Regions from separate parts of the Muntiacus reevesi genome. Here region 2 is linked to region 1. Evidence: chromatin contacts called from public Hi-C data. All regions are on one chromosome and are shown on one strand. Each heading gives the region's core, a stretch centred on a gene start, on an enhancer-like site or on the middle of the called end of the contact. The rest is flanking DNA. Distances are from core to core; before and after follow the strand shown.

Region 1 (6,617 bases), core at 2,060-4,559:
AAAGACAAGAGCTACTGAAAAAGAACTTGTCTGTGTTCATCTATTTATTAAAGTGGCATCATAAAAACATCTGGTCTTAGCACAGCAGATACAAATATCTCCAAAAGAAGATTAGACAATACATGTTTATTGAACAATCTGCTTGGACACTGCCTGTTCGTTCTAATTATGTGACCCTCCTCATGGCCTGGAAGTGGGCTTTCCCACTAGAAGGGAATCGCTTGGGTAGGTGATCTTGGGTTTCAAATCACGCCCATTTTCTGTTGTCAATTAACAGTCTGGTTTGTCATTTCTTCTTCCATGAAGTTGCTTCTCATGAAACAGATAAAATCAAGTTCCTGAATTAGCAAAGCCAAGAATGAACCCTGGATCTGTAGTAACACCATGACCTCAAACTCCCACAAGATAATCTTTTCTGAAATCATTATGTCCTGGATCCTCCTTAAACTCTGAAGGGACTCGCTCAAGAGGTGAAATTGCTGAATCATATTTGCCACTTGCTCTATTACAATATCCTTCTGCCTGTGTCATTATAACCCTTCTTAAAGGTTTTCATGAAATTTGTCTTTTGGCCTCTTAAGGCAGTGCCAGCTTAATCTAAATTTGTGCAGGTTACTGTAAAATATTTATATTTTAAAGTATGTGACAAAAGTCATTACCTTCCAGGGTTTTATCCTCTGTTGAAAAGTCTTGTATATATAAAACAATGAAAAAGCAGTTTAGTCATGTTTGTAATCTAAGTTTCACTTGAACACAAGTAAGTGCCAGTGTTACAGCAAAAAGAATAAATATTATAGGGTGTCAGAAGGAAAACAGTCATGAGATGGAGGCATTAGGGCAAATTTTTAAGGAGAAAATGGAATTTAAAGTGTGTTTTTTTAAGGTGTGTTCTTAGTAGGTAGATTCTATGTATCAATTAAGAGCTATTGGTTGCAAGAAATCCAACTCAGATAAATTTAGGTAAAAGAGTTTATACTTGGAAGTCAAGGAAAATCCATGCAGCCCAGCCTCAGCAACTAGAACTATCAGTATAAACGCTGACTGGATCTTCTTTTATCCTTCCATTTCTGTCTCTCTTAGCACCTTGATATTATTTTCTGTTTCCATAAACCAGTTTTCTTCACAGTACTGGAAGGTCACTCAGGAGCTCCTGCTGCAGCATCACCTGGGTTAGGTCTCTTTTCCAACGTTAGTTCAGAAAGTCCCTAGGACTAACTGATTGACCCAGTACTGGCCAGCCTTCTACCACTAGACCAGTCAGCTGAACTCAGGGGGTTGGGGGGAGGTGGGAATGGGGAAGTTGTGTGAATACTTGTGACCAAATGAATGGGATGCGGAAGAGAGGAATATCAAGCTGAGAAAATATGAACTCTCTTATGAGGAGAAATGAGTGTGGTTTAGGTAGATACCACCTGGGATGGTGTTGGGCCACATCCCACAGGCCCAACCTCCAAATGGATGAAAGAACCTGGAAATAGGGACAGAAACATCAAGGATTTATTGGCTAGGAGATCTGAAGCAAAAGGTCCTGGAACAACACCCTGCCGAGGGCCGCAGACAGAACATAGCAATCTTCCATAGTTGGTGGCGGGGAGGAAAAGGCTACCATTTATAAAACAGGGAGTTGATGTCAGGTGGCCTCCTCAGTTCTGAGGGACTAATTAATCTTATACTTTAGAGACTGGATAATCAAGTCAGTGAATCAAGGACTTGTGACCCATGGGGCTGTACAGAAAGCAAAACAGCCATCTTGAATATCCTGACCATACAGATAAGAAATTGAGGATAAGTATAAGTAGTATAGATGGAGTAGGAGATTATGGAGGGTTTAGGATTGATGAGTGGCGTGTTTGGAGGCCAAAGGAATTTTGTGTTTATCTCTGGGTGATTTTTAAATGAAATTAGACAAACCATTGTGTTCAGAATAAGGCAATCAGCATATTGAATGTAAATTTCATAGCGCAATAACTATTGGGGTTTCACTGGATTTGGAAAACAAGAGTGAAAGATCAAAAGAGAGCAACAAAATAAAGAGGTTTTAGGGTCAGTGAGAGGAGGTTTCAAGGAGAGAAGCCAAGGATAACCAAGAATTTCAGCTTAGAAGGATGTGGGCATTTACAGAAACAGGATGAGAGGAGGAGTTAAATGGGTAAGTGTGATATTTTCTGTTTTAAACAAATCACATTTGAGATGCTAGTGGTATATCCTACAGCTGAAACTGTTGTCAAGAAATTGGAACTATATGTTGGCGTTCAGGGGAAGAAATTATCCGATTGTCTGTAGATATATCTAAGCTAGAAAAGAGGAAGGAGAGAAAGAAAAAAAAAAGAAGAAAAAAAAAAGAGGAAGGCCGAAGGATAGGTTTTGGAGACAACCTGCATTTAAGGTTGTGGGAGGAGAAAGAAGAGTCAGTAAAGTAGGGTTCAAGAAGGTTGGCAAACCAGAATCAGGCAAGTGTAGAGGCTAGAGAAGACAAAGCAGAATTTAAAGAAGGAAGAGGTGATTGTGTGAGAAAAGAGATGGAGGAAACTTCAAAAAGGCAGTTGTACTTGGCGAGGTCTTGGCCCCCGGAGTATGTGTTTAAGCGCCCTACTTTTCATTCAAATTCTGGCAAGCTGAGTGCTTAATTCCTGCTAGCGTTTTGCTAGGTGCTGCGAACAGGAAGACCATCTTCTGGACCCGAGAGTTCACAGCGTGGCAGAGGAAGTGAGAAGTGAATGAATAATTATAATTAAGATACAGTGTTGGAAGTGCACAGGATACAATCGAAACTCTGCGGAGTGAGCGACCCCACGGGGCCAGATTGGGGAAGGGCGGGTAGGATGGTTTGCTGTCCAAGTTTGTGGTGGGTCTCCAAAGATTCCGCGGGGGCAATTCACAGAACCAGTCCTCGGAGGCCGTGGATCTTTCTTGGGCGGCTGTGGGGATGGAGCGCGAGTGAACCCGGGATCCTTAGTGCGAAGGATGTTGGCAATATTTGGGTCCCATTTTAAAGATACGGGATGGAGTTTGCAGCCTGAAGGTGGGACGCCGGAAGGAGAGGTGAATAGCTTCCCTAAATTCTCCCCACTTTCTCACACAGGGCAGAAAAAATCTGGCGGTTGGGGATCGGGGTGGGGAAGCCTTTGGGAATCTAGCCGACCAAAACCCTCAGTTCATAGAGCTCTGAGATTCTTGTTACTCTTCCCTCCCATTTGCACCCAACCGGAACTCTAGAGTCATAAGGCCTAGTTTTACTCCGGACTGGAAAAACAGATGGCCCCACACAGGAAAAGTGGAGTACCCGGTCTGGAAAAGCGGGGAGTCGAGCGGAAGTCACTCTGAGGCGCAGTCGGGGGAGGCAAGTGAGCGCCTTCCTGGAGTTGGCGTCTAGTAGGTGAAGGGTAAGGCTGTCGCACGGTCCCGATCGCTCCCCGACTTAAACACTCGGGTTAGTTTTGCCACTTACTCGTTGTATGACCTCCGGTGATTTAATTTTGGAACCTCCATGTGTTTATCTCTGTAATTGGAATAATAATAGTACCTTTCTCATCGTTGTTGTGAAAATATCAATGCACTCAGAACGGTTTCTGGCACATCGTAAGCTCTGGCTATACAAACTTCACTAATACTGCTCTCTTTTAGCCGCTTAGGTTACATTGCCAAGAAAACTCAGCAACCTCGGCTGGAGATCATCCAGTTAATGATTTTGATTTGATGTTTATCGGTAATAGAATGAAACAAAACACTTACAATTGAAGTTATATTATTAGAGAAGTAGTAACACTATTGATGAGTTGGAAAATAGTGAATAATATTACTTATAGTCACACTGTCCTACACACTATTTTAAGTCTTCTTCTACTTTTTTACCCCGAAACCTTTTTTGTCCATACTTGTAATGTTAATGTGTATGCATTTTTTGTATATACTTCTCATTTGCCACTCACTAGTGTTACCTAAGCATGGTATTCATGAGAATTCGTGTTTATGATTGTACAGATTCCATTTTAAAGGCTTATCATTTATTTACCAAATGTCTGTGTATGTAGAGGTAAAAAATCATGTAAAGAAGTCAGGGAAATTTAGATATTGCCTATGATTCCAGGACGTGAGATCAACTGTTGTTATTTCTCCTGGTTCCCTTCTATTTTTTGTCCATGTGAAAACATACCATTTACAAGTTGTTCATTTATTTTAGCAGACATTTGAGCATCAGTTATGTTCAAGCCATAGTCCAAGATTAAAGTCAGGCTACTTAGGTAGACAGATAAAAGCAAGATTCTAATAGTATGTAAGGGCTGTGAGATGTATGCACAGGTTTTCATGAGAATACGGAGGAAGAGCAATGTCAGTGCCCTCCATTCAGAAGCCACCAGGAACATGTTTATAGCTGAACAAGTTGGGCTTACTGTAGTGGAAGAGAATACATGCCCTGGAAAGCCATGGGGCATCTCATTTAAAGGGTGTTAGAAGGGATTTCCTGTTGGACTTAGGTTTCTGTTACATGATTTGGGGGAAAATAGTTGAGAGATGGAAGTAATTCTATGATTAGGAAAGAAGCTTATGTATCTAGAGTGAGGCTAATGCTATGACTGGTCAGGTATGGCAGTCACTTGTGTTAGCCAGGATAATAGAATGTTTGATCACTTTTGTCATTTTTGAGTGATGTGTTTTTTGTGTATCAGACATGATTGTAGTTAGGAGCTGAGGGTATTCCCCATGAAAGTGAGAAGTGAGACCAAGGAATTGGGTGCATTTTGAAGGGCCTTGTGTACCATTTTAGGAATTTTAATTTCTGGACAGAATTGCTGAATAAGGGGAGTGCCGTCACATTTAGAAAAATCCCCTTCGTTGCCAGTCAAAGGTTGGATTGGGAGAGAAGGAGGAGGTCAGAGTCAGAGAGATGAGTTAGGACTTTACTAAATCCTAAAGGGCATTCTCTGCACCAGCAATCACCTGGGGACTTGTTAGAAATACAGAATATCAGGCCCCATCCTGTGCCCACTAAATTAGGATCTGCATTTTAACAAAATTCTCATATGATTCAAGGCACTTTAAAGTTTGAGAAGCCTCTCCCCTCTTTTTCTGTGTTTTGGCTGTGGTGGGTCTTCATTGCTGTGTGTGGGCTTTCTCTAGTTGTGGCGAGCCAGGGCTACTCTTTGTTGTGGTGTGTGGGCTTCTCATTGTTGTGGCTTCTCTTGTTACAGAGTATGAGCTCCAGGCAAGGGGGCTTCAGTAGTTGCAGTACGTGGGCTCAGTAGTTGTGGCGTAGGGGCTTAGCTGCCTTGCTGCATGTGGGATCTTCCCGGACCAGGTATAGAACTGGTGTCCTTTGCATTGCAAGGCGAGTTCCTAACCACTGGAACACCAGGGAAGCCCAAGAAACCCTTTGTTAGGGGAATTAAAATAGTTTTGGGAAGAATCACTAAAACCATGAACCAAGACACTAGTGGTGGTGTTGGTGGATAAATATAGAGATATCATTTATTTGACAAATATTAGAACCCTCCCGCATGTCTGGCACCATCCTGGGAGTTGAAAGTACCGCAGTGAAGATGGTCTCTCCCTTTAAGACACTTCCAGTCTGGCAGGGAGACTGACAAGGGAACTGGCAATAAATGGTAGCAGGGAAAGCTTAAGCCTAGTATGCAGTGAGACCACATCAAAAGGCCTTGGAGGAGTTGAGTAATTAAGGGTTCTTTGAGGAGGTAATGGATGTCTGAGCTGAGTCTCAAGGGATAAATTAGTCAGCAGAAATCAGTAGAGGGCATTTCTGGCCTCGGAGCAGCAATCTGCTAAGACGTGATGCCCAGACAGGGAGTTCTCGGGGGCAGTTTCTGGAACACTGTGTTCTCTGTGATTAGAGCAGAGCAGGGTGTGATTGGAGGGAAGATTGGAGAGATGAGCGGAGGCTAGATCTGGAGGAGTCTCACAGACCCTGTGGAGAAAGTTGAGTTTTATTCTGAAGACCATGAGAGCCTCTGAAGAGTTTTAGTCCGAGAAGATAAAGAATCAGTTTTGTGTGTTAGGCCCTCTATAGATGCTGAGAGTAGTGGGGCAGATTGGAGGTAGAGGTGCACGTCTGAAATGCAGTGACTTAGGAGAGATGAGGTCATGAGCCAACTGATGTAGGGAGTGAGGGAGGAGGGAGGAGGGGCAGTCCAGAAAGATGACCAGTCCTGTGTAGTAGATAGAGTGGTCTGGGTGCCATTTTGATGTACTCTTAAGCAACTGAGGCAGGTGAGCTGAATTGTTGGATCTGGGGCATTTTTGAAGCGTTTAAAGTTCTCAGCATTCCATATTGTTTCTTAGTACTGTATTCTTACCAGTGGGTGATTTTTTGTTTTTGTTTCTTCTCTCTTCTCTCTGGTGAGAGAAAGATGGCGAAATTAGCATTGCATATTTTATTTCATTTTCATGGTAGCTGGAATAAGTAGGAGAGGGGATTGTTAGCCTTCCTAGTTCTTGCAGCACTCCTGCAAGAGTTAATGTTTTTGCATTAACTTAAGTTATTTTACATTAACTTAAGAGTTAAATGTTTTTGCAAGAGCAAAATTGTTACTTCAATAGAGACATAGAAGTTATATTACTAATGTTTTACATACAGAGAGCCAGCAGTGTCAAACGGGAACATT
Region 2 (6,617 bases), core at 1,757-4,256, 330 kb before region 1:
ACAGCTCTAGGACAAACAAAGCCATTTAAAGCAGTTTGAAGCAATGAATTCCTATGTGAAGCAGGGACATTTAATGGTGATGCCAAAGATTCCAGTTTTCACTGTTTTCCTGGAGAGCTTCTCCTCTTCTCTTGTCTCAGAACTCACAGTTCAAGCATCCCTTCCTCTGTGAAGGTTTTTTTCCTAATCCCCCTAAGCTGATTTAGGTTCCCTCCCCTGTACTGCCATAAACACCTTTATACATACTTCTAGGACAGCATTTGCCACATCATGTTGTAATTATTTGTTTGCATGTCTGACTAGCCACAAGCTCTTTGATGGTAAGGATAATGTTTTATTCATCACTGATTCTACACATAATCGGCACTTAATCAACGTTTGTCAAATGTATTAATGATTAGTGACATGGTAAATTTTAAAGAACGATGACCATACCTTCTGGATTCCAGACCAAAATTACAAATTACAATTTACAATATGGACTAATACAATACTAATATTAATATGGAAGACTAAAATTCCACCATACTTTTCTTATTACCTGTATCATTCTGGGTTAGAAAAAGAGGCCAAAGATACAAGAAGATGGCTCTAACAATGTGGGTCATTGCCAAGCCAGGAATTCGAGAGCCTCCAACACCAAGAATGATCGACCCAACACAACAAACAAGTGAACAGAGCCAAATCCAAGACAGCTGTCTATGTTTCAGGTTCATTCTCCTGCCTTTGGAGATTACGAACAATGGTCAATGAGGACCCCTGGAAAAGTCACTCTCTCCACAGCCATGGAACCTTGTGGCCAATTATGATTCCTGCTGAAAGAATATACAGGAAAGGTGGTCATTTGTGACCAAAGCCAAGTAAGCTTCCACTAAGGGACAGGGATCTGAGTTAAGTCCTCCCAGGACTTTGCCATGCTGTACATTAGCATTCCAAATCATTCCTCACTGGGTTTACTCATCTCTGAAGAGATGCAGGCAAGGCAATAAAATGCCGCTGTCTCAAATGCCTCTCCCTGTAGCAATCCTGAACCACACAAGGCCACTGTGTTTACAGGCTGCTAATACGACACAAAAGTCTAATCTGATCCTGTGGGAACAAGGCCCCACGTTCCCTCAGAGATTAAATACATTTAGTCGGCTTTTGTATTCCCAAACTTGTGGGGCTCTACGAAATTGAACAAAGCATAAACACCACTCAGACAAGTGAGGAGATGGAAGGGGACTTGGTTTCTGGAGAACTTCTGCAGTAGGGTGGGATATACAGAATCAGATGAGCAATGTCTAGAGGCAAATCAGAATTTGCTTGGCTGGCAGATACTTGGCTCCTTGCATGTTACCTTTTCTAAAAAGCCAAGAAACTCCAGTTAAATTAGTTCAGGTCTCTTGAATAGACAAGTAAGTTTGTTTTGACCCCAGGGAAGAGCATTTACCAAGCCAATTCCTCTGACTAGGTGTTTTAGCATATTTCTGCTACCACTGTCTTACATAAACCCAGCTGGGACACTTAACATTTGTGGTAACTCAGCCCTTCACAGGATACGTGGTCCCACTACTTTCTTCCAAGAAGGAAAACTGAGTCATAGCATATCAACTGGCTTCCCCAAGCACAGACTTAGTTTGTAGTGAGGCCACAATTGAACCCTCATGTTGCCTTCCTCATGCTCTTTTCGCGGATGAATCTCAGCAATGCTCACCCCTGCGGCTCTATTCCCTTTACCCTGTAACTAAATCACTGCTTTCTTGAGGGGCAGAGATGGTCCTTCAGAGCCACCATGAGCTTCTAGTTCTCCTCTTTCCCCAGAAAGAGTAAGGTAAAAGACGTACGTGGAGCAGAGAAGAGGAGGGGAGAGGAGGGAGGGGAAGGGTTGGCTCCCAAAACTAGGACTCACCTTGGAGCTGAGGTCCTCTCGCCGGTTTCCTGCCTTACTCCTGCGTAATTTGATGGACGGGGATCGCAGAAGGTTCTTGATCCGGCTGGTAATGGTTGACCCCTCCACAGCCATCATGATGAGGAGCCCCTGGGACAGCTCCTGGCCCAATCCTGGGACTTGCCTCAACAGCGGCAATGCTTTCCCACTCCACAGGCCCTTCCAGGATGCCCTCTCACTGACCTGAGATGGTAGAGGCCACCTTACCTTCTGCCTAGCCGTGCCTGCAGCTCTTATCTCTAGGTACCTGCCCTCTCCCTTAGCCTCATTCCCACCTTCAAGCCCTGCGCGATTTCCTAAAACGCCTTAAGGACAGACTCAGGTAAAGGGGGCGTTAAAAAGCCTGAGCTGCGAAGAAATGCCAGGCCCACACCTGCCAGAGGCGTTCAATTGAAAGGATAAGATGGGCCCTAGAAGGTCTAGTGGCTGGTCCGATTCCCGTTAATTCCCAACTGTTTTCATGGCAACAGCAGTGTCTAAAGGAGGAGGACACCGAGGCTACCAAGGAATCCCGCAGCGGTCGTGAGCACCTGCGCCGGCTGCCGCAGGGACACTCAGCCCGGCGGGGCTCGTCTTGGCCCTGCAACCCGTTCTGCCACGGGGGCCTCCCTCCCCATCCACGACCCTCCCGAGCTCGCTCACAGGCCGCCACGGAAGCCCTAGATCTTTCACCTCCACTCCCTCAGAAGCCCCTGCTACTCGCCAGCGCCCCCGCTCGGGCCCAGCCTCACCAGCCCCCGGGCGCGAGGGCCGCCCGGCTCGCAGCGCCCTCAGGCATCGCGCTCAGCGATTTCAGCTCCGCTGCGGCAGTGGCAGAAGCAGCTATGGTGGCACGAGCGGCTCAAAACGCGAACTACCGTCTGGGCTCAGCCACCGGCTGGGTAGGAGGAGCGGAGGCGAGGGGGCGCGGCCTCTACGCACGGGGGCGTTCCCAGAATGGACGAGTACGGCTTACGGGGGCGGGGCCCAGGAAAAGGCCTAGGAAGCCGAGGACTGGGCACTCAGGAACCACGGATTCCGCACCATGCAGTCGCGACTACGGATCCTAGAGGGAGGTCGTCAGAACACGGCTTCAGAACTGAGAAAACCAAGCCTTTTATGGTATTATCAGGCCTGGTCCCCCCAGAGAAGCGCACTTCCCAGAACCCTAACAGGACGGTAACCACGCCCCCAGCGGCACTATGGTTGGCTTTTAATAGGCCGGAGGGACCAGAGCTGAAACTAACTCAGAATTACAGGACTGAGTACAGCCATAAAGTCTGCTCCTAAGCGCTGGGATTTAAAGTGGCTAGGATAATTTCTGCTCGTCGCTTGCCAGGCGCGTTGACCTACATGGAAACGATTCTTCATGAGTAAGTCGATCGCTACGAAGTGTATTGAACTAGGCAACCTGATTGGCCGCGGTGGAAGAAGGCGGAAGGAGCTGATAGCCTTAAGATAGAGCTTTAGGCGGGAAGGGGGCGGTCGGGTCCATGTGCGGATGAGACGTGTATTTATTTGACGTTTTCTTTAGCCTCCAATGTTCCATCTCGTTCCCATCCAATTAACCAGTTGCTCCAGCCATTTTCCATGTTCCTGTCAAAACTCACTCACGAACCCTTGTCCCTGGTCCTGTTGCTTTGACGAGATCACTGCCAAGCTTGTTGGCACCAGATTTAATAGAGTTTTTCTAGCTCACGGGTGGGGGAGAGAAATTGGGGGGATGGCAGAGCGTGCACAGAAATCTTTGCCTATTATTTAATACGTGTTTCAACCTAACTTTGTTTTCTAGGTGCCTTTCTGCCTAGTTGCTAGAGAAATTACCTTACAAAAAGGTTAACCTATTCCAACAGTTGGGCTCCAGAGAAAAGAGTACACTGATATGCCTCCCATCTGATACATATCCTTAGGGGAACCCTGGGGGAGATGAGATGTTAGCAGGAGGGAAAAACTCTTAAACCTACTGCTGTGAGCGGCTCTTGTACTGCCAAGTGGCGAAACAGGTATATACTTGTGTGAGAACTGTAAAGCTAACAAGTTGACATAAATATCAGGGAAGTCACTTCTTGGAAGACCAGCTGGCAATAGCTACCAGAGGCATGACCTCTCCTTCCTTTCAACCATGCATTGCAGAGGTAATGAAATATAAAATAGTATTTTCACATTTTCAAATCTGGAGGAGGTGGTCAGGGTTATTAGCCGTAACAGTATGAAATAGGGGGCTGGTTGCCTTTACTCCTCGCTAGTCTGATTTTTGCCACCATGGCGGCAGGCAGGGGGCGTGGAGGATCAATGTAGCACTGCTAATGAAGGGTGCCACCTGCTGTCCTTACTTGTGTGCTGCATCGCCTAGCAAATCTCACCTGCACCCATCAGAGTTGTCCCTAATTCTATCTGGGTCATTCATTTCTCACTTACCTAACCACTCATGGCCAGGAAAGTCATTGGTCATTTCCTATCCAAAGCTACTTGGTTTATCCTCTTCAGAAAAATGTTCTCCAAATTACTCCCATCTGAAGCTGAAGTTACAGAAATACAAGCTCCTGCTTTCATTGTCTAAGATGATCTGGCAAAAACCAACTGAGAACAGTGTAATGAAGAGGCTTCTTAAGTCTAGAATCTGGATACTTCAGTCTAGGATCAACATCACGTATTTTTAATTCTTCACAATTGAGTCCTACCTTACTGTCTAGGATATGTAACCATGTAGACTTTTAAGTGCCAATGTGAGAAATAGGCTTGTAGGCTCAGAAACTCATCATCCCAGGCCCAGTGTGAATAGACTCATTATTCCCTTTTCTTCAAATAATTGCTATCCCACCCTCCAAAATGCAGCTGACCCTTACACATATATTTCATTGTTCATATGCTATTTCACGTTTTATTCACTTGTCTATGTCCTCAATATGTATACATGGTTGTCAGATTCTAAAATTCCACATGTCTAGGAAAGGTGTATACAATTGTCTGTTTTCACGATCATAATTAGATCAGAATTTTAAATTTACCCTAGGCTTAATATACAAATAGGTGCAATTATAAGATCCTGGAAAACTAACAGGCTAAAGTAAACAGTTGCTCATCAATTCAAATATTTATTGAGCACCTTTACATGCAAGGCACTGTGGGACAGCTGAGACCAATGTTTGCAGTTGGAAACAGGGTGGATCTCAAAGCAATGCTTCCAAGACTGCTTTCTTATTTAACAAAATCTAATAACATAGTTTACAATGACAGAATTTAGTAGAGCTTAGACTTGTCTCAAAAATTTCAACTCATCCCACGGGTTAGCCTTCTCACCCTCCACACACTTCCATCCCTATTAATCAGCACTTAGCATATCTTTGTAGAGCAGTTCAGTCATATGCTACAATATGCTACAATTATGCCTCAGTTCAAAAGTTGTATATATCAAATTGTTTCCCTCTAACTTAATTTCAAAAAAGCATTTTACTTTTTCTCCAAATGGCAGTAAGTCTATATACCTCAGCTTTAATCTTCCCTGCATCCAGCAATTCATGTTCATGGAAAATTTCATAAGAGATAACACAACATGAAGTACTGATGCCCTTACATTTTCTTAAAAATCAACAATTCTGTGCAATAAATCTATTCTGATTCTTGGTTATCAATCATTCTCTACAAAAGTATCTGAAAATGTGCCTACTTTGTGCCTCTGTGCATTGTTTTTTGTTTTAATCTGAGAGTGAGGAATAAGGGTCATCATTTTTCAGACTATCTTCAAAGTGCATTTACCTCTCAATTCACCTGATATCATTCCAATATCTCAACTAGTATAATCAGGGGGAAAAAAACTATCTATACTACTAAACCCTGCTCTAAATAATATATGGATTGTCTGCCTTTCTTCTGTGGTCAAAACGTTTTCAAACTTGTTATAGAAAGGCCTATTGTTAAGTATCTCATCATAATTCTGGGGAAAAAACATTACACACAGTAATATGTATGAAGTTTATATAGCTGGACTTGATCTGTTAGTGACCTTAGAGTAGTTTAATGTCTAAAGAACTCCTTTAATAAAATTTTTTTGTAAACTGTGACTAGTTAACCTATAGCTTGCTTTAAGAACATCTATTGTCCTTAGTCACTAAGATTATGGGTAACAGGTATGTTACACCCTGCACACACTGGTACTAGGAGGCTAGTCATTCTTCACTGTAGAATGACTTCTTGAGACAAATACTTGCCATCAAGTTGTATGAAATTTCAAATTCTCCATGTAAAACATGCTGCAAAGATTAGAATACCAGAAACCTCCCCCAAATGGCATGTCAGAAACTTTGAAAATAGTAAGGAATTCCTATGATTAAACTCCTTCAGTGAAACCCCTCCCAGATGTCTCAGAGCATCAGAATTCTCTATTACAACTCAGCACAAACCTAGCAACACCAAGTCCTGCTTTAATTATTGTAACTGATTTATTTCAAGTTTATACATTCTCCCACTGACCAAACTTCTTCTGTTCTTAGGTTTCTAAAAAAATAGTCATTTTTCAAAAGCAGAAAAAGAAAGATATATATTTAATATATAAAAGAAAAAGCTAAATCTGACATAATTATATTCTTAAAAACATTCCATTTATTTACAGATGTATAAAAAGGCGAATTATTGGTCTACTGAGATCATGCTTCTTATAGTTAGGGTGAGAGCTCACTATCCTCCCAATTCCTCAACTCCTCACTCAACT

The links. A called contact is a pair of places that touch in the nucleus more often than the background predicts.
Region 2: a contact with region 1 is called in a Hi-C map of muscle, with 9 times the contacts expected there. The contact joins the promoter of MAPKBP1 here to the promoter of NDUFAF1 in region 1. A contact is called at or near these places in 2 of 3 Hi-C or Micro-C datasets (blood and muscle).

The regions. Positions count from the first base shown.
Region 1 is chr7:35,652,685-35,659,301 of mMunRee1.1, reverse strand. It overlaps NDUFAF1 (NADH:ubiquinone oxidoreductase complex assembly factor 1), which reads left to right and starts at 3,309. Exons shown (of 5, transcript XM_065940416.1): 1 at 3,309-3,430.
Region 2 is chr7:35,984,985-35,991,601 of mMunRee1.1, reverse strand. MAPKBP1 (mitogen-activated protein kinase binding protein 1) reads right to left here and starts at 3,006. Exons shown (of 31, transcript XM_065941020.1): 1 at 2,662-3,006; 2 at 1,892-2,113. The coding sequence starts at 2,008. MGA (MAX dimerization protein MGA) reads right to left here. Exons shown (of 24, transcript XM_065941005.1): 24 at 4,137-6,617.